2 separate regions of the Zea mays genome follow, and region 1 is linked to region 2. A link is a contact called in public Hi-C data. All regions are on one chromosome and are shown on one strand. The core of a region is the stretch at or near the end of the contact, and the rest is flanking DNA. Distances in the headings are between cores, read along the strand shown.

Region 1 (5,279 bases), core at 717-3,216, 66 kb after region 2:
TTTGCGAAATTTATTTTGGTCCACTAAAAATTCAATATATTCTATCATGCTAGTGGTCAAGTCACGCAGTCCAAGTGTCGAGGAGGCACGAATGGTACTTACCGACAGTACTCTCAAAATCTAACGATCCCCTCTCGTAGTTGCTTCCGTCGTGGCATGATGCACTAAAGGCATGTTTGGTTTGTGGCTAAATGTGACACACTTTGCCTAAGGTTAGTCGTTCGAATTGAATAACTAACCTTAGGCAGAAAAGTTAGCCAAAGTGTGGCAATTGAGGTAACGAACCAAACATGCCTTAAGCCTTACAACTTTGTACAACGTTAGTAGCTAACTGACAGTAGAATGCATTCAATTATAAACTAAGACCGCGTCTAATAGTTCACTCATATAGTCATCCAAAACATTGTTTTACATTGTAAACTGCACTGTTCGTAGAGTGAGGTTTGAATATAGGTATAGAGATAATAAGCTGTTGAAAATAGCCTAACAACAAATAGTTGAAGAACCTCTACCTTACATATGGACATGAGATCAAAGTCACTCTTGCGATCCAAACTCCCACACCGCCATGCCTGTCTCTTATGTTCATCGACCAGCACCCTAGGGTCGGCGATGAACCCCATGGCCTTCTCGGACTCACCTACCAACATTTCTGCCCCGATGACCACGTCGACACCAAGAAATGCCGTGAAGTGATGATGCACCTCTTACATGTTGGAATTTGGCATATTTAAAACTAATTGTGGGTGACCCAATCATATAAGGAAGCAAAGGTAGTTTGTTAGGATGATATGAGGGGCTTTAGTCCCACATTGCTTATCAAGTAGGAGATAACCAATTTATATGTGAGGTGTGCACTAGTCTTCACATGTGACAAGCAAATGGCTATAGAGGCTGCTATGAACTGACCATGCTCGGTCGTGTTTCTCGTTTTTTTTCCTAAAATTAATGAGTGAATTGTGACTTGCGACGATGCGCGATTGCGTCGTGATGTGTTCTAAACAACAATTTCATTTTTCCTTTTATTTTTTGTTATTGAGTACCACACCTAGACTGCCACCGTGTGGTTGCACGTAAAGAGATTCTAGGGGGATAATTAATAGAATTTAGCCGATCGAATTTTGTAGATTGCAGTGACTTCTTTATAAAGGGAGACATCCTTCAGATGGAGGTCCACCACAAACAACCGACTCATATTATCCTAGATTATATGTGTCGTCGCTTCACTGTTGTGTTGTTGTGCCTGTGTTTGTCATGCAACAGATCGAAATTTGTAGGGATCGATGACCCGCACATATACCGGCGAATTAGGTTTTTGTGAATTGTGTCTCGCACGTCCTTTTATGTTCTTCAACTTCAGTCGTGGGAAGCATAATAAGTAAAATTGCATCTTCTGTTTATCGTGATGCACATCTTTTGGATAGATTTGTTGTTTGTTTATCTTATGTGTGTTAATTGCCATGGTTTAATTAATGGGAATTAATATCTGTAATATGATAGTAGTTCTGTTTGTATTACACTTACACATTTACACAATACGGCAATATGGTCAAATTAATCTTATGCCGTGTTAAGTGTGTAACACTCCCGAACGAGCGGAAGACGCGCCAGCCCTCCGGGTGGACGTCGCCGGCGTAGAACCTTGGGAGCACGGACCGGGCAACGCCCTCGGTGTCCCTTACCTCGAGGCCCGCCACGGCGACGTAGAGGAACGCGCGCACGGCCAGGGTCTCGGACACGGTGACGTAGGTGAGGTACACGAAGGGCACGGACATGAGATGGAGTGGTGATTGGTGAAGGTGCAATCCGGCGTGGCAGTTACTGAATTTTTCGTGCTTTTCGACGTGAGGCCGTTTGCCGCTTGGCATGTTGGGCTGGGACATTTCGTGGGGGCCCTTGGTTAGATCACGACGCTGGGCTTTCAAGTCGCGCTTGCAGAGGCCAAAACTTTCTGAAGCAGTAAAATGGTGGTGAACTTTGGGCCGTGATGCCGTGCGCTTTTCTGCAGTGGACAGCTTGAGTTTGAATTTTATAGAGTACGAGGCTGCGAGCGTTCCTGCCTGGGACAGCTCGTTAGGCTTTAGATTAAAGTTGATAACTCTATTTCACAAAAAAGTTAACTAAGTGGTATAGATTCACCAAATTTGGATCTACCAAAGTAGTAGATCCCAGGGTCAGTTTCACTATTTTGTTAGAGATCTTGTTGACACGCCAAAACATCTAACATGAAATTTTTGTTAGGTCCCGTTTGTTTCCTTTCATTTTGATGAATTGGAATCTTACTAATGAAATAGGCTAACTTTTTTAGAATGTGACATTCCACCACTTTCCAAAGTTATTATATAAGTCTATCTCAAATTCATGGGGTGAGAGATGGAAATTGGTTCTATAGATTTACATGCTATGTTTCTGATGTACAACTTATAGCACACTATTATACTTGATTTGTTATAACATAAATGTAGTATATAACTATCTCTCTCATATGATTTAGAATAATATACAAATATCTTACATATATATAAATATATGAACTTAATTAGTTTTCTCTAAATTATAATTATTAAAATGAAATTCAATTTCAACGAAACAAACGGGGCCTTAGAGTTTTGTGACACTCGGTAGACTCTATTGATGATACTAGTAAGAAGGAACCGACGACGTTCTAGGGTAACATAGCAACCACCTACAATTCCACTACAGAAGTTCATCGCCATTGTACCCCAAGCAGCCAAAGGATCCGTGTTCGATGAGCAACGAGAAGGTCATCTTTTTCAACGGTCATGGTCCGATCGAGTGGAACAAATGATGCTTCGCAACAAGCCTGATAGGACGGAGTTCAAACTATAGCAAACCTGTTCGCTGCGACTTATTTTGAAACGGCTTCTACTTTTTCTACAGTATTTTGTCTCTATAAATTGCAGTTGCACCAGTCTAAACAGTTGGTTTAAATCCGCAGCGAGCAGGCAGTAACATATGTGGCGCGCACTTCGCCATTAGCCCAAGTGGTACACAGGGCACGGTGACGATAACTCAGGTGATAGGAGCAAAATATCTTTTCAGAAGTTGGACGATGATCATAGCTACCCAACACAGGAAAGTGTGAACACACCACCCTATGGGTCCGGTTGTGACAGGGCAAAAGCTCAACAAAAAGGAAGGACCCAACAACAATTAATGACGAGTCCACATCTATACAAAACAGAAAGAAATATTAAAGAAGCTCTACAAGGCTAACATGTGGATGTTTTAAACTAAATTATTTGAGCAATTAATCAATTACTGTAAAATATGTGAAAGAGGAAGATGAAGAAGATGAGTAATAATTTATTAGTTATATTTATGAATTATCTATTTTCTATCTTTAGTTTAAGTTATGTAATTTCTAATTGTTTTTTTATGAATTATGTAATTTTTTGTTTAGTTATGTAATAAGATGTATTTTATTTTGATAAAACAATCACATATTATGTTAACTGAAAATCCATAAAATAAAAGGTTGATATAGTGCTAAAATGGTTGTATATTAAGACTAAAGATCGTACATTAGTCAGTAGCTAATGTTATAACCAGCCTAAAGATGCATGTGTCCATGGGAACACCGTTGTTATTGGCACTTTGCCACTTTGTCTCCTACCGTCCTAGTTACACTTCGTTCAGTGCACAAGTTTGCAACCACCGCATTTACGGTCTCCACCCTAGCACCTCTCCTACCTAGCCTCCTTTCTTACCTCTTATTTTGAACTCCAGTCTAAATTAGCAATGTTGTCTATAGTGTAAAATAGTATTTTGTATTGTCATATACACGATCTACTAGTCACAACATAAAAAGTTGTCCCACATTGTTTGCCTTTCATCTTCCTATGAATGCATCTCCAGCTTTTAAGATTGACAATGAGTATAAAATTCATGGGTATATGGTTTGCGAAATCATATCCACGATATAAATATTAAAACCAACACTTGTTACCTAAAAGAGTATATTGTGATTACGTATATTCACGGATACAACTTTTTCATGAGAAATTGGGAATCAAATTTATATCCATACACATGAGTATAAACTCACACCTACATCCATATATTATATAGAAATTTTAGACATGCGGATAATATAAATTTGTGCCATCCGAGCAGGAGCGTGCGGATGGAGCCAGTTAATATTAGTGTTTGGTTCAGTAACTAATTAGAATAAAGCGGGCTCTGTCGGGGACCATAATTAGGGTACCCTCAAGACTCCTAATTCTCAGCTGATAACCCCCATCAGCATAAAGCTGCTAAGGCCTGATGGATGCGATTAAGTCAGGGATCGGTCCATTCGAGCGACTTGATCACGCCTCGCCCGAGCCTAGCCTCGGACAAGGGCAGCCGACCCCGGAGGATTTCCGTCTCGCCCGAGGCCCCCCTCCGACGGCGAACATATTTCCGGCTCGCCCGAGGCCCTGCCTTCGCTAAGAAGCAACCCTGACTAAATCGTCGCACCGACCGACCAAATCGCAGGAGCATTTAACGCAAAGGTGGCCTGACACCTTTATCCTGACGCGCGCCCCCCGGCAGAGCCGAAGTGACCGCCGTCACTTCGCCGCTCCACTGACCGGCCTGACAGAAGGACAACGCCGCCTGCTCCACTCCGACTGCAGTGCCACTTGACAGAGTGAGACTGACAAGCAGTCAGGCCCTGCCAAAGGCACCATAGGAAGCTCCGCTCCGCCCGACCCAGGGCTCGGACTCGGGCTAAGCCCCGGAAGACGGCGAACTCCGCTCCGCCCGACCCAGGGCTCGGACTCGGGCTAAGTCCTGGAAGACGGCGAACTCCGCTCCGCCCGACCCAGGGCTCGGACTCGGGCTAAGTCCCGGAAGACGGCGAACTCCGCTCCGCCCGACTCAGGGCTCGGACTCGGGCTAAGTCCCGGAAGACGGCGAACTCCGCTCCGCCCGACCCCAGGGCTCGGGCTAAGCCCTGGAAGACGGCGAACTCCACTCCGCCCGACCCAGGGCTCGGACTTGGGCTCAGCCCTAGAAGACGACGAACTCCGCTTCGACCGACCCCAGGGCTCGGACTCCGCCCTGGCCTCAGCCGACGACCTCCGCCTCGCCCGACCCAGGGGCTCGGACTCGACCTCGGCTTCGGAGGAGCCTCCACATCGCCCAACCTAGGGCGCAGGCCAGCCACGTCAACAGGAGGCGCCAACATCACCCTACCCCGAGCTGACTCGGGCCGCAGGGAACCAGACCGGCGTCCCATCTGGCTAGCTCCGCCAGATAGGCAATGATGGCGC
Region 2 (5,301 bases), core at 907-3,406:
GGATAAAGAATGTTACTTCACTCAAATATGATAACTTCTTTTGGAGCAATTATATTGATGCAAGTTTAAACTTCAAACTATGGACAAGTGCACTATGTTTTCGAGAAGAACAACTGTATCATCTAGGTCAAACAATTGATTGATACGAGTACAAAGAACTAATAAATACAAAATATTTATTTTTTGCAAAACAGAGTCCCTGCTTACCAAGAGTTATTTTTCCACTGTCTCCATGCCATGCTATCGTCCAGCCACCACATTGATATCCAATATCATCAGCATGTGTTCCTGCAACCAGTATTCTTTTTGCATCTTTGGCCAATGGAAGGAATGGCTTATTCTGATCCTTGCCATTTTTCAGAAGTACCAAAGACTTGCGAACAGCCTCACGCGCTAGTAACCGATGTTCCTAGAAGGTCAATATATTGCTTGTCGTTAGTGACATCATTTTTTAGATGGCTCAACAAAGAGATACACAGAAGCTTGAAAGGAACCAGAAGCATGTTACCTTACAACCAACTATGTCCAGTAGAGATTGGTCTGAAAATGGATGCTCAAACACTCCAGAAATAAACTTAACCCTCAGAATTCGTTCAACAGCATCATCAATCCGAGACATTGGTATCTCCCCCGCCTCCACCAAGAACACAATATCATCCAAAAATTTCTCAAACCTGTGAGGTATCATAATCTGTAGATTGTTCAATGTAGGCAAAACCAACAGAGGGACTGAAGAATACATTTCATGTGAACACTCAAATAATCATATACCATGTCCATTCCTGCATTTACTGATTGTGCAATGCAATAGCGATAATCAGACCCTCGAGGCTTTTGTGGCTCACAGATCCTGTCAATGCCCTCCCAATCTGAAATGAGAAAACCCTGAAACAGGATATTAGACACATCAAATTCATAAACCAACCTAAGCTTCAATCATCATTACAAAAACAATGACAGTAGCTCGGATACCTTAAAGCCTAACTTGCCCTTCAGAACATCTGTTAACAAGTAGCGACTTGAATGCAATGGCTCCCCATTCCACTTAGAGTAGGACGCCATTACTGTTGCCACCCCTTGAGCTATACAATCCGGGTAAGGTGTCATATGGATTGCTTCCAAATCCTCATAGGAGCAAATGGCGTTCCCCTCATTGACCCCCTTGTCCGTGCCACCATCCCCTACGAAATGTTTAGCACAAGCAAGTACATTCTCCCTACAAACCACATGGACACATTTTCACAAACAGGTTGTGGGCATATGAGGAACACGCTAAACATGTCCACTCAAGTACCTAGGCGAAGCGAGGAAGGGGTAACCATGAGGATGGTCTGCTGGCGGCTGCCCCTGCAAACCGCTGACGATGGTGGTCAACGAGCGCACGATCTCTGGGTCCTCGCTGTAGCTTTCGTAGCATCTGCCCCACCTAGGATCCCGACAGACCTAGTATACAGGAGAGGCCAGACTCACACCATCAAGCAGATCCCCACAAACGTCATCGATCAATCAGAAGAGTTTTGAATTTTACTCACGGCGACGCACGGCGCAAAGGTCCAGTGGATGCCAGTGGCGCGAACCTCGAGCGCCGTCGCCTCGCCGATCCTACGCGCGAGCTCTCCGTCCCTGTGAGGTCAACAGAATATGGTTGCCTAGCGGACAAAACATTGGGGTAGTACAGTGACGCGGCCATCACACAGAACATGGTCTGTGGATCGAATCGATCGGTACCTGCAGGCGCCGAGACCGACGTTGTGGGGGAAAACGGTGGCGCCGTAGACGTTGTTGTGTCCGTGGATGGCGTCAGTGCCGTAGAGGATGGGGACGCCGAGGCGGGAGGAGATCGCAAGGCGCTGGAAGCCGTCGACCATGGCGGCCCAGTCGGCGGGGGAGGCTTGCTCGCAGGGCGTGCTTCCCCCGGCGTTGAGAACGCTGCCAGCCCCGAGCTCCGTGAGGGCTCGCGGCGTCGCGACGGTGCGCTCGATCTGGGCCATCTGCGCTGCCTTCTCACGCAGCGTCATGCGGCCCAGCAGGTCTCGCACCCTTTCCTCCACTGGCGCCAATGCGTCTCTGTACACCAGCGCCGCCTCACCTCGCGCCTCCGGCGCCATCGTGCGGGTGAGCAGAAGGGAGCAGAGGCGGAGGAGATGGGTGTTTGTGGTGTGTACTTGTGTTGACCGATTGGGAGGGGATTGGACTAGTACACACGAGGGAAACAGGGCAGAACGCCTCGAGAGCGCCACCTGGAAAGAGATTGGCTTTTGAACTTGTCAGTTCTCGGACCCGCCCCGTCGCCGACTCCATGTTATGCTCAGCAGCTTTTGTATCATATTATCTGCTCTATGGAGCTATAGCTTTTAATATAAGTTTAATTAATTTTAAAAATATTTTTAATTTAAATAATAAACAAAATGATATATCTAAATGTTTTCTAAAGACTTATAGATCCATGTCTATAATTTTCTAGAACACCTAATAATACATGCTCCACCAACTCCATCAAATTTTCTAGAGCTGGAGCTGTCCCAAACAAGGCCTTAATCTTCTATTTCAAACTATACTTGGTAAATAATACACTCTACAATACAAAAGTGTTTCGCACGATCATGTACATAATGTGTTGGAGATGACGTTAAGGCCCCGTTTGTTTCCTTTTATTTTGAGAAATTGGAATCTTACTATTGGAATAGGCTATTTTTTTAGAATGTGACATTCCACCACTTTCCAAAGTTATCATATAAGTCTATCTCAAATTCATTAGGGTGAGAGATGGAAATTGATTCTATAGATTTACATGTTATTTTCCGATGTACAATTTATAGCATACTCTTCTACTTGCTTCGTTACAACATGAATGTAGTATATAACTATCTCTCTCATATGATTTAAGATAATATATAAATATATTACATATATAAATATATAAACTTAATTAGTTATGTCTAAATTATAATTATTAAAATGGATTCAATTCCAACGAAACAAACGAGGCCTAAGAGTTTTTTGGGACAACTCTAGTGGATTTGAGACTACTGTTTACCCTCTAGGTTATGTAATCCAGCTTAAATAAGTTAAGAGACAAACAAACATCACATATTACTGTAGTGGATTATATAATCTAGGACTTCAATTATGATAATCCATAACCAGGAAATTAGGTGCTTATTTTAAATTATTATTTGGCTTTTTACCCACTAATAATGTGTAAACAAACATTTCTAGTAGGATTACATAAAGTGGATTATAAAATCTATATAAAACAGCTGAACTATATAATCCTGCAAGAAAACAAACATGCCCTTAGTTTATGCATCAACTTTATATTCATGTAAGATCAATTTAATCAGAATTGTCTAATTTGTTTTTAAGGTAGACTTTGTGTCTCAGTGTCTTCTATAGGCCCTGTTGGTTTCGACTTCTAGCCATTAGAATCAGCTTCTGCTAAACAAACCCTTCCCTTCTCAGCCAACTTCTATGCGAACCGCTTATGTGAAAATCGCTCAAACCAACGTAAATGCAAAATCCATCGAGTCGTTGCGATGGGGGAAATCTGTCGTAGCCTAAACAATAAATCGTGCAGACCCCTTCATCTTCCACTACACGTAAGTCTCACGATATCTAGATTCTCATGACATTTAGATTATCCAGGAATCTAGATTCTCAGAAAAAACTTATCCCAAACAAGACCATAATTTCTTCCTATTCTAGTCATCCTATTGTTTCTTCCTTCTCTAGATATCTTGAGCGCCAGATGGAGCTCCAATCAGTTGTGACCCGAGCAGGCACTGCACTAGTGAGGGCATGACCTGGCATGGCTAGGTGCGAGCATATCCCCACGCCCACTACACCAACAAAGGCGTGACCCTAGTGTGGATGTGTATGGCCCTGGCATGGTCGGACGACCATAGTGTGGCCTCAGCGAGTGTTGCATCGACGAGGCACGTGTCTAGCATGGTTGGGCATGGCCCTAGCACGGTCGGGTGCAGCTAAGGCTTGAGGGGACTATGTTGTTGGCTAGGGAGGAGGTAGGGGAGGTCGTTGGGAAAGAAGATGGAGATGTTAGTGACTGTCCCTACAAGAAAGAAGAACTGAGCATGGTGGTGAAGGAAAAAAGAAAAGAAGCAAGCCCAAATAGTATGTGCGGGTGAGTAAATAGTATTAGTGGTGAGTAATTTCTTGTAACTTTCTCGACTTGCTATGGATTTTGAATACTCCTTACATGCCTTCAATCTCTATCGAAGTTTGTTGATACTTCGACATATTTCACAATGTCTTGTCACTGTTACCGAGAGTCATTATCTGCTCTAGTATATTCATCCATCTTATGAAGCAACTTCTATAAAGTGTGGGTGGCTTTGCAATCAAGTACTTATAGCATGGTCTCGATCAAATCCCCTTGATTATAATCTCAATAACAATGTCGTCTAGTACAGTTGGTGCTTGTGCTCTGATTCGAAGAAATCCTTGGACATAGCCTTGGAGATATTCTTTAGGCTCTTAGACATACTGAAACAAAGTTTGGGCTATAATTGGATTGTTTTGAAAACCTTGAATGTTTATGATCAACTGATTTTTGAGTTTTTGCCACATGGTGATTGATCATGGACGAAGGGAGAAATATAAGGTATGAGCTATGCCCTTATGGCCATGATGAATGACATGGATAGTACTATTGTGTTTCTGTCAAAGGAGATAGTGGTTGCCTCATAACTCATTAGGAAATGTTTGGGTCAGATTTACCTTCATATGTGGGAAGTTAGGGAGGCTTGTACGAAGTGGGCCATAAACTACTTGCAGATCACTTGAAAGTGGGGATGTGCTATTGTACATGAAGCTAGCATATGTTTCCTCCTCTAGATGAAGGGTTCTTATGTTCTAGAATCCTTGGTCCCTATATTTGCTATTTTTCTTCCCTTCTTATACGATGAAGCTCTTCATATTCCTCATCTATTTGTTGCTAAAGTTGAGCGACTTAAAGAACATTTTGCTTCTGAATCTCAATTTGCCTTTGGATGGTTTCAAGATCCTCGATCTCATCATCAATGTCGTCTGGCTTAACCAGACACTCTGGAGCTTTTCTCTTGTCTTACCTTCGGCCTACATGTTTGGTCTGATGAATAACTTCGAAATGTTTTTGGTCTTTGGGGTTGAAGTAGAACTAGTTGCATCAGCCCTATCCATGTCCCTTCGTGGAGAGAGGGTGGTAGTGGTCAATGAGTTCACTGAAGGTGTGCGCTAAATGTTAGGGACCTGTCAAAGCTCCTACAAAGGGATATAATAGGGAAACATGGTTAAAGTTATGTC

Evidence for each region. A called contact is a pair of places that touch in the nucleus more often than the background predicts.
Region 1: a contact with region 2 is called in a Hi-C map of leaf, with 4 times the contacts expected there. The contact joins the enhancer-like site here to the promoter of LOC100279291 in region 2. A contact is called at or near these places in 2 of 25 Hi-C or Micro-C datasets (both in leaf).

The regions. Positions count from the first base shown.
Region 1 is chr6:160,041,810-160,047,088 of Zm-B73-REFERENCE-NAM-5.0, forward strand. No RefSeq gene overlaps it. Among protein-coding and RNA genes, the nearest start is that of LOC100277843, 33 kb to the right of the region's middle. Within about 2 kb of position 1,967, at least 17 of the 20 cell types and tissues checked have an H3K27ac peak or open chromatin away from gene starts, as enhancers often do. A contact at or near this core is called in leaf, where this site is marked.
Region 2 is chr6:159,975,677-159,980,977 of Zm-B73-REFERENCE-NAM-5.0, forward strand. It overlaps LOC100279291 (Glycosyl hydrolase family protein), which reads right to left and starts at 2,157. Exons shown (of 8, transcript NM_001152312.1): 1 at 1,729-2,157; 2 at 1,533-1,623; 3 at 1,295-1,443; 4 at 973-1,216; 5 at 772-885; 6 at 509-691; 7 at 208-409. The coding sequence starts at 2,108.